Linked DNA regions of Mus musculus: region 2 is linked to region 1. The links are chromatin contacts, called in public Micro-C maps. All regions are on one chromosome and are shown on one strand. The core of a region is the stretch at or near the end of the contact, and the rest is flanking DNA. Distances in the headings are between cores, read along the strand shown. Region 1 has its middle 25 kb from the start of Niban1. Region 2 overlaps Niban1 (niban apoptosis regulator 1).

Region 1 (5,317 bases), core at 1,163-3,662:
TGTGCTGTGTGTGAGTGCAGTATGTCATGGCTCAGCAGACTTGGGTCCCAAGGCTTGGTGGCAAGTGCTTTTACCCACTGAGCCATCTTGCTAGGCTGGGAAAATGGTTAGGAAGAAAACTGCTGGCCATGGGGTGGATTTATAATGTGGTTTCATCACTTTAGATAATACCAACAGCTTGTAAGGATTCCACTTGCACCACACCCTCATAAGCATTTGTTGTTATTATTTTCCGTTTTAACCATTTTAGTAGGTGTGAAGTGGAACTTCACTGTGGCTTTAATTAGTGTTTCCCTAATGACTCAGAATATTTCTTAAGCATTGTTTTCTTAGTTTTAGTTGTGTGCATGTGCCTCTGTGTTGTTGTGTGCACCTGAGTGCTGATGACTTTTCAGAGACATCCCCTGGGGCTGCAGTTACAGGTGGAGGGAGCCACCCATCCACTGTGGGTTCTAGGGATTGAATCAGGGTTCTCTGCAAGGCTAGTATGTGCTCTTAATTGTTGAGAGGTATTTTTGACTTATAAGAGGCATACATACACACACACACACACACACACACACACACACACACACACACACACAAATTCTTGAGCTTTTTTTTATCTTTTCTTTTCCTTTCCTTTTTTTTTTTTTTTTTTTTTGCCAGAATAGCCCTGGCTGGCCTGGAACTTCCTATGTAGACCACACTAACCCTGTAATCATTAAAAAAAGAAAAAAGGAAAAAAAAAAAACCCTACCTGCCTCTGCCTACTAAGACATTGGGATTATAAGTATGTACCACCATGCCTGTCTATGAAAAGGTCAGCTCATGAAACCCTTGCACCTCCGGAAGGGAGAGGCTAATTAACATTTCTCCGACCACAGGGTGGGAACCGACCTGCGGGTGGGGACACATTCCGCAGGACTGACTGCTGCCCACCTTCAGACAAAGGAAGAAAGGAAGTCCTTGTCACCTCATTCCCTAGAGACTGATCAGTTTAAAGGTGCACTGTTCTGTCAATCATATTGTGCCTAGTTGCTGATGCTCTGTTCTGCCCCTGGAAACCATATAAAAACTCGTGGAATGGGTGCTGGGGGTTGCCACCTCTCCTTTGGGTCTGGGACAACCCCAATGCACTGGAACAATAAGTTCCTCTTGCTTTTTGCATCGATCCCAGCTCCACGTGGTTCACTCAGAGGGTCCCCGGTAAGCTAAGGCTCCCCGGAGTGGAGTCTTATGTCCGTCTATCCCTTGATTTCTAAGCAGTGTTTATTTATTTATTTATTTGTTTGTTTGTTTATCTATTTTTAAGAACAGTTTTAGGTTCACAACAAAATGAAGCTAAGGATGCTGGTCACCAGTACAGGCCCCACCTCATAAAAGCTCAGTCCTCACCACTTTTAAAGTCAGACACAAGAGAGACACACCCGATGAGTCTATGCTGCTATCTACAACTGAAAAGCAGAGCTCACTGGGCTTCCGTCTTCCTGTAGCCGGCTATCTGGGCCTAGAGAGAAGCACAATGGCAGTTGTATATCTTTCTTGGGCAGGGTTCCCTAGAGGAATAGAACTGGCAGAATGCTAAATAGATGTCTAGGTATTATGGCTATATAATAGAATGGCAGATGTACAGCTATCATAAAAGGAGATTTACTAGAATAGCTCATAGAACAGATACTCCGTATAACAATGGCGTCCTGTGCATTGGAGAAGCCGAGAACCCACTGACCACACAGTTTAGATGCCTCAGCAGCCCCAAGCTGACACTGAGGGCCTGGAAGATGCTGGAGAGCCATTATTCTTCCTTCCATCTCTGAAGGTGAGAGACTAGACCAACTCCATCTTGGGCTCAGGCTCCATCTTAGAGAAGCTGACCTAAGGTTGAATCACCAGGCCTACACCTAACACTCGTCTCCAGGTTACTCACTAACAAGCACTAACCAGGAGGAAAGCAGAAGTTACAGTTGTACCTAAGGATATTTGCCTGTGATGGTTAAGGTTTTTGCTCCAGCACCAACCAGTCATATTAAAGGGCAGCACATTCCATGATAGTCCCCCCAATCAAATGTGTGCCAAGCTGGATACCCTTGCTTGTTTGCTTGACTCTATAACTGCTTGCTTGAAACTGGGCTTAGGGTTTCACCCTCCCATCCTGATGCGTCAGTGACGAGGGTATGGCCTGAACTCGAGCTTGAGGAAAGACCCTTGTGCGATCGCATTGGAATTGGCTCTGTGGTGGTCTTTGGGGGCTCTCAAAAGGGGCACAACACAGGCAAACGCTGGAGTATGATGTTGGCAGAGCATGGCAGCAGAGCTTCAGGAAGAACGGATGGACTCACCATCAAGAGGCAGAACCAGGCCAGCGAGCAACAGTGCTACACTTTCCTGGGACTTCTTTATATGTGTGCCACCTGACACCCTCTGAAAGTGCCGCCCATTCTATGGGAGTGTCTCCTTGCCTCTGTTGATCCTTCCCGGGAGTGTCTTCACACCCCACCCAAAGGCTTGTCTCTCCTTGGTTTTCAGATGCATCAAGTGGACACTCAGGATTAACTGACACAATTCCTTCATGATAGCAAAGCGCTTTCATGTCCTAGGCATCCTTCGTGCTGTTTATTAATCTGGGTTTCCTCTTGAATTCCTGGAAGCCAGATTCTTACAGTCGCCATGCTTTTGCCTTTCCAGAACCATATAGCAAGTAGCCTTTAGAATGGCTTATTCCAGTGGGTACATCTTTTAAAAATCCCTACTTCTATGTGCACACATGTGAGTATGGGGAAAGCACATGCATGTGTGTAGGTCAGGGGACAACCTCTTGGCTGTCCGCCCTTCCGTCTTCCACCTTCCACCGTCCACCTTGCTTGAGACTAGCTAGGCTTTTGTTCACTTTCTGCTGGATAAGGCAGGCTAGCTGGACCACAGGCTACCAGGAATTCTGTCTCCCTGTCCCATTTCACTGTAAGAGCTCTGGGGTTGTAGATGAGTGCCCTAAATCACACCCAGCTTTACAGGGCTCCTGGGGATTCTGAGCTATGTCTTCATCCTTGTGTGGCAAACACTTTACCAGCAGAGCCACAGAATGCAACTTTTAAAAAAATATTTATTTATTTATTTGTTTGTTTGCTTATTTATTTATTTAATGTGAGTACACTGTCACTGTCTTCAGACACACCAGAAGAGGGCATCTGATCCCATTACAGATGGCTGTGAGCCACCATGTGGGTTCTGGGAATTAAACTCAGGACCTCTGGAAGAGCAGTCAGTGCTCTTAACTGCTGAGCCATCTCTCCAACCCAGCTTTTTTTTTTTTTTTTTAAATCAGGGTTCCAGGGATGAAAACAGTTATAAGGTTTGTACTATGGGCAGTTTTACCTGCTGAGCCCCTGCATCTTCTTTTTTTTTTTTTAGTCTTGAACAATCTTCTATCTGGATATTCTATGGTTTATCTATTGAAGGCAACTTTGGGTTTTTATTCATTTTGGAAATTGCCCAGTGTGGTGTGTGCATGTCTTTAATCCCAGCACTCTGGAAGGCAGAGGCAGTAGGATCTTTGTGAGTTGGAGACGTCTGGTCTACATAGCAAGTTTCAGCTATGGACAGCTAGGACTACATAAAGAGACTCTGTCTCAAAACAAAACAAGAATAAGTTTTTGTAATTGCCTACAAAGCTGTTGTAAATGTTTGTGGGCAGGTTTTTGTGTGAATGTATATTTTCTTTTCTGAAGTAGAAATTTAGGGTTCTTCTTTCTTCCTTCCTTTCTTTCTTTTTTTTAGAAAGTCAGTTGTGTTAAGATTGACTTGTGAAGGAATGTTTTAGTGAAATAGACATAGGTGAACAGATGTTTTGTTAAAGTAAACATGTGAAAGGACACGTGATGAAGGATTTTTTTGTTAATGACATATATGTATTGGTCTGTCTTATATTGTATAGTTGGGTTTTATAAGTCAGGGCTCTATAGAGATAAACGTGTCAAAAAATTTGGTGGTGTGTTTGTGGCTTTTTGTCACTTTGATGGAATTGAATTGACTGACAGAGTGATGTTAGCTGAGACAGACATATGTGTTGAGGCAAGACATGTGTTGAGTCAAGACCTGTGGAGAAGAACATGTGATGTTTGGAGGGATTATAAATAGAACTCTACCGGCAATGGAGGAGACTGAGTTAGGCTTGTTGGTAGGGTAAGTTGTATAATGTTTGTTGGTCTTTTGCTTTGTTAATCTGTACAGTTGAGAACTTTTTCTTGACATTATTGTTGGCCCTGGTCTTTTTTGTTGACCTGAGCCGAGGCTGAGGGCTGGCTGTCTCTGTTAGGTATTGTCACCATTGCTGACTTGTGTTTGTTATCTTGACTTTATTAACAAGGTCAGTTCAGAACCTTTGGAAAATTCCACCAGACCCCTCCCCTCCTAGAAGAGAAAGGTCCAGAGAAGGTTGCACTTAGGCAACCCTCCCCTCCAGAAGGGAGAGGCTAATTACATTCCTCAGACCAAGTTGTTACACTTCGTAGCAAGCATGTTTATTCCTAAACTTTCTCACTGGCCCCATCGATGTATTTTTATTGATGTAGCTTAATAATAATCTTGAAGTTGGATAACATCAGTCCGCAAACATACTCTCAATCAATACTCTGTCAGTTGTTTTGTGTTTTGTACCTCTGCATGCATAAGCTTTAGGACTTGTTTTTTATTGGCCACAAAGCCAACTATTGGAAGTGCATTAAATCTTTAGACTAAGTTAGCAGGTTACCAGCAGAGTGTTTTTCTGTCCGTCATTTTATCCTTGAGCCTTCAGTGTAGTGTTGTTGACTCCTGTCAGAAACTGTGACTGCGTCTTTCATCATCCACATGCTGTTATCCCAGCCCCAGGGGACATTAAGAAGTGATGCTTTCGTTAGGCAATTAGATTATAAGAACTAGAGGCTTATGAATTGGATTAGCGCCCTTAATAAAAGGCACCCCAGAAAGCTTTCTTGTGTACTTTTTGCCATCTAGTGATACAAGAAGTTAGGAGCCTGAAACCAAGTAGAGTCCCTTCCAAACATGAGAAATAAACTTCTGCTATTATCTATCTAGTTGTTGGCATTTAGGGATGTCATTTGTTTATTTGTCCATGTATCATTATTATTTAAACAGGGTTGCATCATTTGGCCTTGGCTGACCTGGTACTCACTATGTAGATCAGGGTGGTATTGAACTTGTGGCGACCCTTCCATGTCTAAACATTGAGATTATAGCCCAGCAGTGGTGGTGCACGCCTTTAATCCCAGCACTTGGGAGGCAGAGGCAGGCAGATTTCTGAGTTCGAGGCCAGCCTGGTCTACAGTACAGAGTGAGT
Region 2 (5,317 bases), core at 1,080-3,579, 140 kb after region 1:
GCTCTCTGACAAGCACACATCATTTTTTTTAAATGTTTTTTTCTGGGTCCATTTGCAGTATCAGCCAACCTGAACTTCATCAGTGTCAAAATCGCGAAAACCGTTGATCAAACCTAGACACAGGATGTCTTCAACAGCCTTCTAATCAGCCAATCTAATATGTTTATCTGAAAGAAATGAGGCCAGTCTGCCTCCACTTCTTCTGAAGACCGCCGTTTCCTTTTCTCTGTTGACAGTCTTTTAGTTTTTATTGACAAGTCATGAGGCATGGCTCATCTATGTGGTTTTCTTCTGTGTGGTTACAACTTCTTACAAAACAGTTTTTTCCCCACTAGACTTTTTTTTTTTTTAATTTTTAGAAGTAGTCTATCTCTTCTGAGGAAGTTGTCGTGTTTTGTATTCTCACCTAGAGCAACCAACACTGGACTTCTGAAATGTGTACATATATCTCTGACATGTCCATCTTTTCTGCCTGATAGGTCTGTGTCCACTAGCAAGGACACATATGATGAGAGTAATGGATTTATATTTTAGTCTAATGGTTTTCTAAGATGTGTTTCGGGGGTGTCTAGTAATGTTGCAGTTTCTACTCATTACCTCAAGTTAGCCCCTATAATGTAGTAATAGATCTCTATTTAGGCTGGTCATATATAGTTTTTAAAGCAAAATATACTCACTGCCACTTTAGTAGTGTGGACACCAGCCATTATTAAATCTAGTGGGTAAATTTACATTATTTGGCTTTAATTTTAGTAATGTAAGTTCATGGTCTGTTTAGACCTTGACTGGACAGTTCTGAAATAAAGAGTTTAGGCTCAGCAGTACCTGCCATATGACCAAAGTCCTGAATTCCATGATTCTAAACTTTGCAAGGAAACACCCCTTGCAGATAACTTCAAACATTAGTCTGTAAAACACACGCGTTCACGTGCACACACACATGCATATATAAATATAATATCTTTTGAATATAATATTTTTTAATTTAATTTTAGTGTTTTATTTATTCACTTTGCATCCTGCTCACAGCCTACCTCCTGGTCACCCCCTCCCACAATCCTTCCCTCATCTCCCCTCCCCTTCTTCTCTGAGCCTGTGGGAGGACCCCCTAGGTTTTCCCCTACCCCCACCCTGGTACTTCAAGTCTGTGCGAGGCTTCCTCTCCTACTGAGGCCAGACAAGGCAGCCCAGCTAGTAGAATATATCCTACATACAGGCAATGGCTTTTGGGATAGCCCCTGTTCTAGTTGATTAGTTTTTATAAAGTAGTTTTGAAACATTAAACCATAAAGTGTTAGAAAAGGGTCCCGAGGTATCTGGGTCTTGCTTGACCATAATCTACCCCTGAAGCTCTGTCCCTAGTCTTTTGCAATGTGGAGATTTTATGAGATGGTTTCTAATCCACAGTAGTGACTCAATTGACCTCGGTCACCTTCACTGCGCGCCCTGTCTTCCTTATTCTAGATTAAACCCTAGGACGAGCATCCTCAATGGCTTCCCCGGGAGGGCGCTGTGAACTGGAACTGGGGAAGGGTTAGGAGAGTCTGTGGTAAGAAACCGCAGAAGCCCGGGGAGGGGAGGAATGCTGTTATATAACTTGCCCAAATCGCTCTGCAGATCAGCTGACAGGGCTTGGTAGAGGTTATCCATAAAACAGAATTACAAGGCACTTCCAAACCTAGATCTGGCACGGCAGCCAGAGTCACAGTATACACTGACTCCACAGGCCTGGGAGCTTTGGGGCTTTGGTTAGCTCAGGCATGTTATAAATCTGCACAAGTGGAAAAAAACAAAAAACGATGTCTCTCTGGCTGGCCCCCCGAATAACTGTCCCCGAGAGGCCTAGGAAAGCAAAGCTTCCCTTGCAAAAATCCTTAATCATCTCTCTCAAATATGAGTTTTCCACGCAGCTGCAGAGATGAGGACCTGGGAGAGACCAAGGAGAACAGAGCATTCCTAGACATTTCCTGGCCCTGGGGATAGAGTGTTGAATGAATAGCTACAATGTGTCTCCCACATGCCTGCTAAAATGCTTACAGTTTCCCAGGGTTTGTCTGTGCTCTGGACTTGATGAACGTTTTGCCAGCGAATTGGATAGGCACAAAGAAGGCAAATCTAGCAGTTTTCCTGGCTCTTGGGTGAAAGAGGGTATGGGGCAGAATTCCAGTTTTGAAATGGTGTGTCAGGTGGGGCTGGTCTCAGCGAGTTGCCACTTAATAGGGATAAGCTTTAAAAGCTGGCCTGATCTCAAAAGTAGAAGTGCAAGTCAGGGGACGCTTAGGTTGGCAAGCATCTCATATGAGAAGAAGTTTATGGATTTGATTGGATTAAAAGAAATGTGTGAGTCACCCGGATGCTGTGGCCACATTAAAGAAGAAACCAGAAAGGGGCAGAGAGTATCACGTGTTTTGTGGTGGGTGCTAGGACGAAGAGTGTGATACCTTAGAGCCCATCAGGGGGGGAGAAAAGAAGGGTAAAAGTAGAAAGATCCAAAGGTAAACAAGTTGTTTAAAGAGGAGTTGAGGGAAAGTTAGTCCACTCTGTGGGTACCTGGGAATCAGCCCAGCTATGGAAGAGGAGTAATGAGAACTAATTTACTCTCAGAGACAAAGTGGATGGTGTGTGTATGTGTGTGTGTGTGTGTGTAAACATAGTGGCTCAAAAGAAGTGGTAAACATTTAAATTTTCAAATAATTAGAGTAGTTCTGGAATGGAAAAGAACCATTTCATTAAATTCTGAACTTTCTGTCACTAGATCTATTTGAGCCAAGGCTGGCCTTCTGAAGGTTCTCAACACTGAAAACCTCACGGTCAGTGAGCATTGAGATCACTCCTGATTCTCATAGTCTATGGTTTAAATAGCCGTGAATGCCAAGGCCACGCAGGACACACCCCTTGGCTCTGACTCTGGCCAGCTGTGTGACCTTCAGCTAAGACATGAACTCCCCCCCCCCCATTTTCTCCATCTGGCTTTAACAGATGCCTCAGTTGCTCCCCTGCACACCCGGCCCCCTGTGGAGTCTTTAAGTTAGACCATGTGGGAAAAGGAAATTCTGGCCCGCTTGCTACCTGCCCTAAGTCTTCCTGCAGAGGGAAAGCTTTGCGGAAGAGCAGGAAGTTCCCGAAGGCCACCGAACTAAAAACCCTCAGATTGCTTATTGGCAGGAGAGAGGGTAGTTAAGAAGGTACAGTGTGTTCCCCTGAGACCTCCTCACAGGATGCTGATGAAGTAACGGGTAATCTGCTTTCTCTCAAGCACCTGTAATGAGTTCAGCTCTGCCTCTGCAAACAACCGAGGAGGAACAATGGAGGTCGGATTACCTCAGCACAGCACTCCTCTGTCTTTGGCAGACTTCATTCTGTTTGCTTACTGAGCTGGCGATGGTCTTCTGAGTTTTGCTCCTCATCACCAGAGCAGACACTCACAGAGAAACTTACCCTGTGGCACATCTCTTCTCCAAGTTTTTTCTTTGTTTGTTTTTTTTTTTCTCCATAAATCAATTTGTTTAATTAGCTTATAAGCTGAAAAAAAATCTAATAACAGATTGGCAAATTAGATCTGTCTCCCACTATCCAAGAGGGGAATTTAAGATTTCATTTGTCCTAATGGTGAGAGCTCTCTGTCTCCGGATTCCATTGCTGACTGACTGTGACTTCTTCTGTGGGCGCCTAGTTCCTTATCCCTTTCTTCTCTGCCTGAGGCGAGGCTCTTCATTCCTGCACCATCGCATGCTCACTTCCTGACACCCCTTCTTTGACTTTTGTCAAGCTAATATCATTGTCTCCAAATTCTATTTTCTTCCCCCCTCCCACCCCATATCTTTAGTGCTACACTTGTCCATGCACAGGCCAGCTTGTTTGGACATAGACATAGCCGGCTGTGGACAGGATATAAACTCTCTCCTCCAGTTTCTGAGGTCAGCTGAACTGCTCATAAAGCACCAAGGAACTGAAACCCTCGCTCCTTGGCTGGCAGCTCTGGCCATACCCACCCCATCCGCATCCACAGTCACATTTTTTCCCCTCTCTGTTTCCGTAGATTGGAAATGAAAACAGCTGTTAAAAATAAGAGTGCATGAGTCATCTGGAATCTCCACGTGGTAATTACAGTTTCCATCTCGCCCTGTCCAGTCCTTCCCAGTGTGCCGAGCCCCGTATCACAGTCCCACTGTGGGGAGAACACACTGTGGGGAAAGCAAAAATTTTAAGGACCACCTTAATTTTCGTTTTCTAATCCTCTGAGGTTAAACACTGAGTGGGTTGCCAAGCCAAGAAAAATAACACGAAAGAAGATACTTCAATTAGAAAACTCGATTTGTGGGACGGGCCATTTTCCCAGTTTTTTCCATTTTGAGCAAGTCTCTGTGTCGATGTTGATGAGAGGCCAGTTCTTCTGTAATGTGGAAGGTGTCCTAGGATTGCTTCCTGGTACTCTCACTATGGAGAGTGTTTAGCTCTTGTAGACGCTATGCCCGAAACTGAGTTTTCTCTTTTAAGCGCCTGCTGCTTTATAATCTAGAAAACCTCAAAGGAGGTAATCCATAACCTGCTAGCTGATCGTCACCTGCCAAGGCCGACTGATTCTCTTAAGTTACGCCCAGTCAGCCATTTAACGTTGACTGAGTAATTCTGATGGTCTAAAGCTATGATGCCGCCTCTCCCTGCAGTGACCCTGCTGCCTACATTCTAATAGAGCCCCCACACACAGATTATAAATTATCTGTAGATTATAGTTATCTGTAGATTATAGTTTCTAGCAAGAGAGCTGTGTGCCCTATTGCAGTGGAGGCTTGCTGTTTACCCCTTCATTTTCCCTTTCTAGGTATGGATTTCTTGACAATTTGATTAGGTGTGTGTGTGTGTGTGTGTGTGTGTGTGTGTGTGTTTACTGGGCATGAAACTTACCAAACTTAAGACCAATGCATGCTAAGTGCACACTCTACCACAGTGAGCTCTACTCCCGAAAGTGCCTGGTTAGATTTTTTTTAAATTACATTTATTTGCCGATTTATTGGATGTATATGTGTGAATGTGTATGTGCCATGGCATAGGTCAGAGGACAGCGTGCAGGAGTTGGTTCTTTCTTTCAACTGTGCAAGTCCCAGGAATTGAACTCAGGCCGTCAAGGTTACCAGTGAACACCTTTATTAGTGTTCTCCACTGCGGCTCGAGACCCGCTCTGCAAACCTCTGTCTCCAAAAATAACTACCTTACAGTTCATAACAGTGGCAAAATCACAGTTATGAAGTAGCAACAAAAATAAATTTAAGGTTGGGGGGGTCGCACACCATGAGGGACTGCATTAAAGGGTCGCAGC

Evidence for each region. Hi-C and Micro-C count contacts between places; a contact is called where the count stands out from the background.
Region 2: a contact with region 1 is called in a Micro-C map of embryonic stem cells, with 1.6 times the contacts expected there. The contact joins two enhancer-like sites. A contact is called at or near these places in 2 of 484 Hi-C or Micro-C datasets (bone marrow-derived macrophages and embryonic stem cells), 3 of 115 datasets of contacts at active chromatin or transcription factors (embryonic stem cells and kidney) and 4 of 9 other capture datasets (adipose tissue, embryonic stem cells, liver and 1 more).

What each region holds. Positions count from the first base shown.
Region 1 is chr1:151,543,344-151,548,660 of GRCm38.p6, forward strand. No RefSeq gene overlaps it. Among named protein-coding and RNA genes, the nearest start is that of Niban1, 25 kb to the right of the region's middle. Within about 2 kb of position 2,413, at least 10 of the 459 cell types and tissues checked have an H3K27ac peak or open chromatin away from gene starts, as enhancers often do. A contact at or near this core is called in embryonic stem cells, where this site is marked.
Region 2 is chr1:151,682,887-151,688,203 of GRCm38.p6, forward strand. All of the region lies in intron 5 of Niban1 (niban apoptosis regulator 1), which reads left to right. Among named protein-coding and RNA genes, the nearest start is that of Gm41969, 51 kb to the right of the region's middle. Within about 2 kb of position 2,330, at least 164 of the 459 cell types and tissues checked have an H3K27ac peak or open chromatin away from gene starts, as enhancers often do. A contact at or near this core is called in embryonic stem cells, where this site is marked.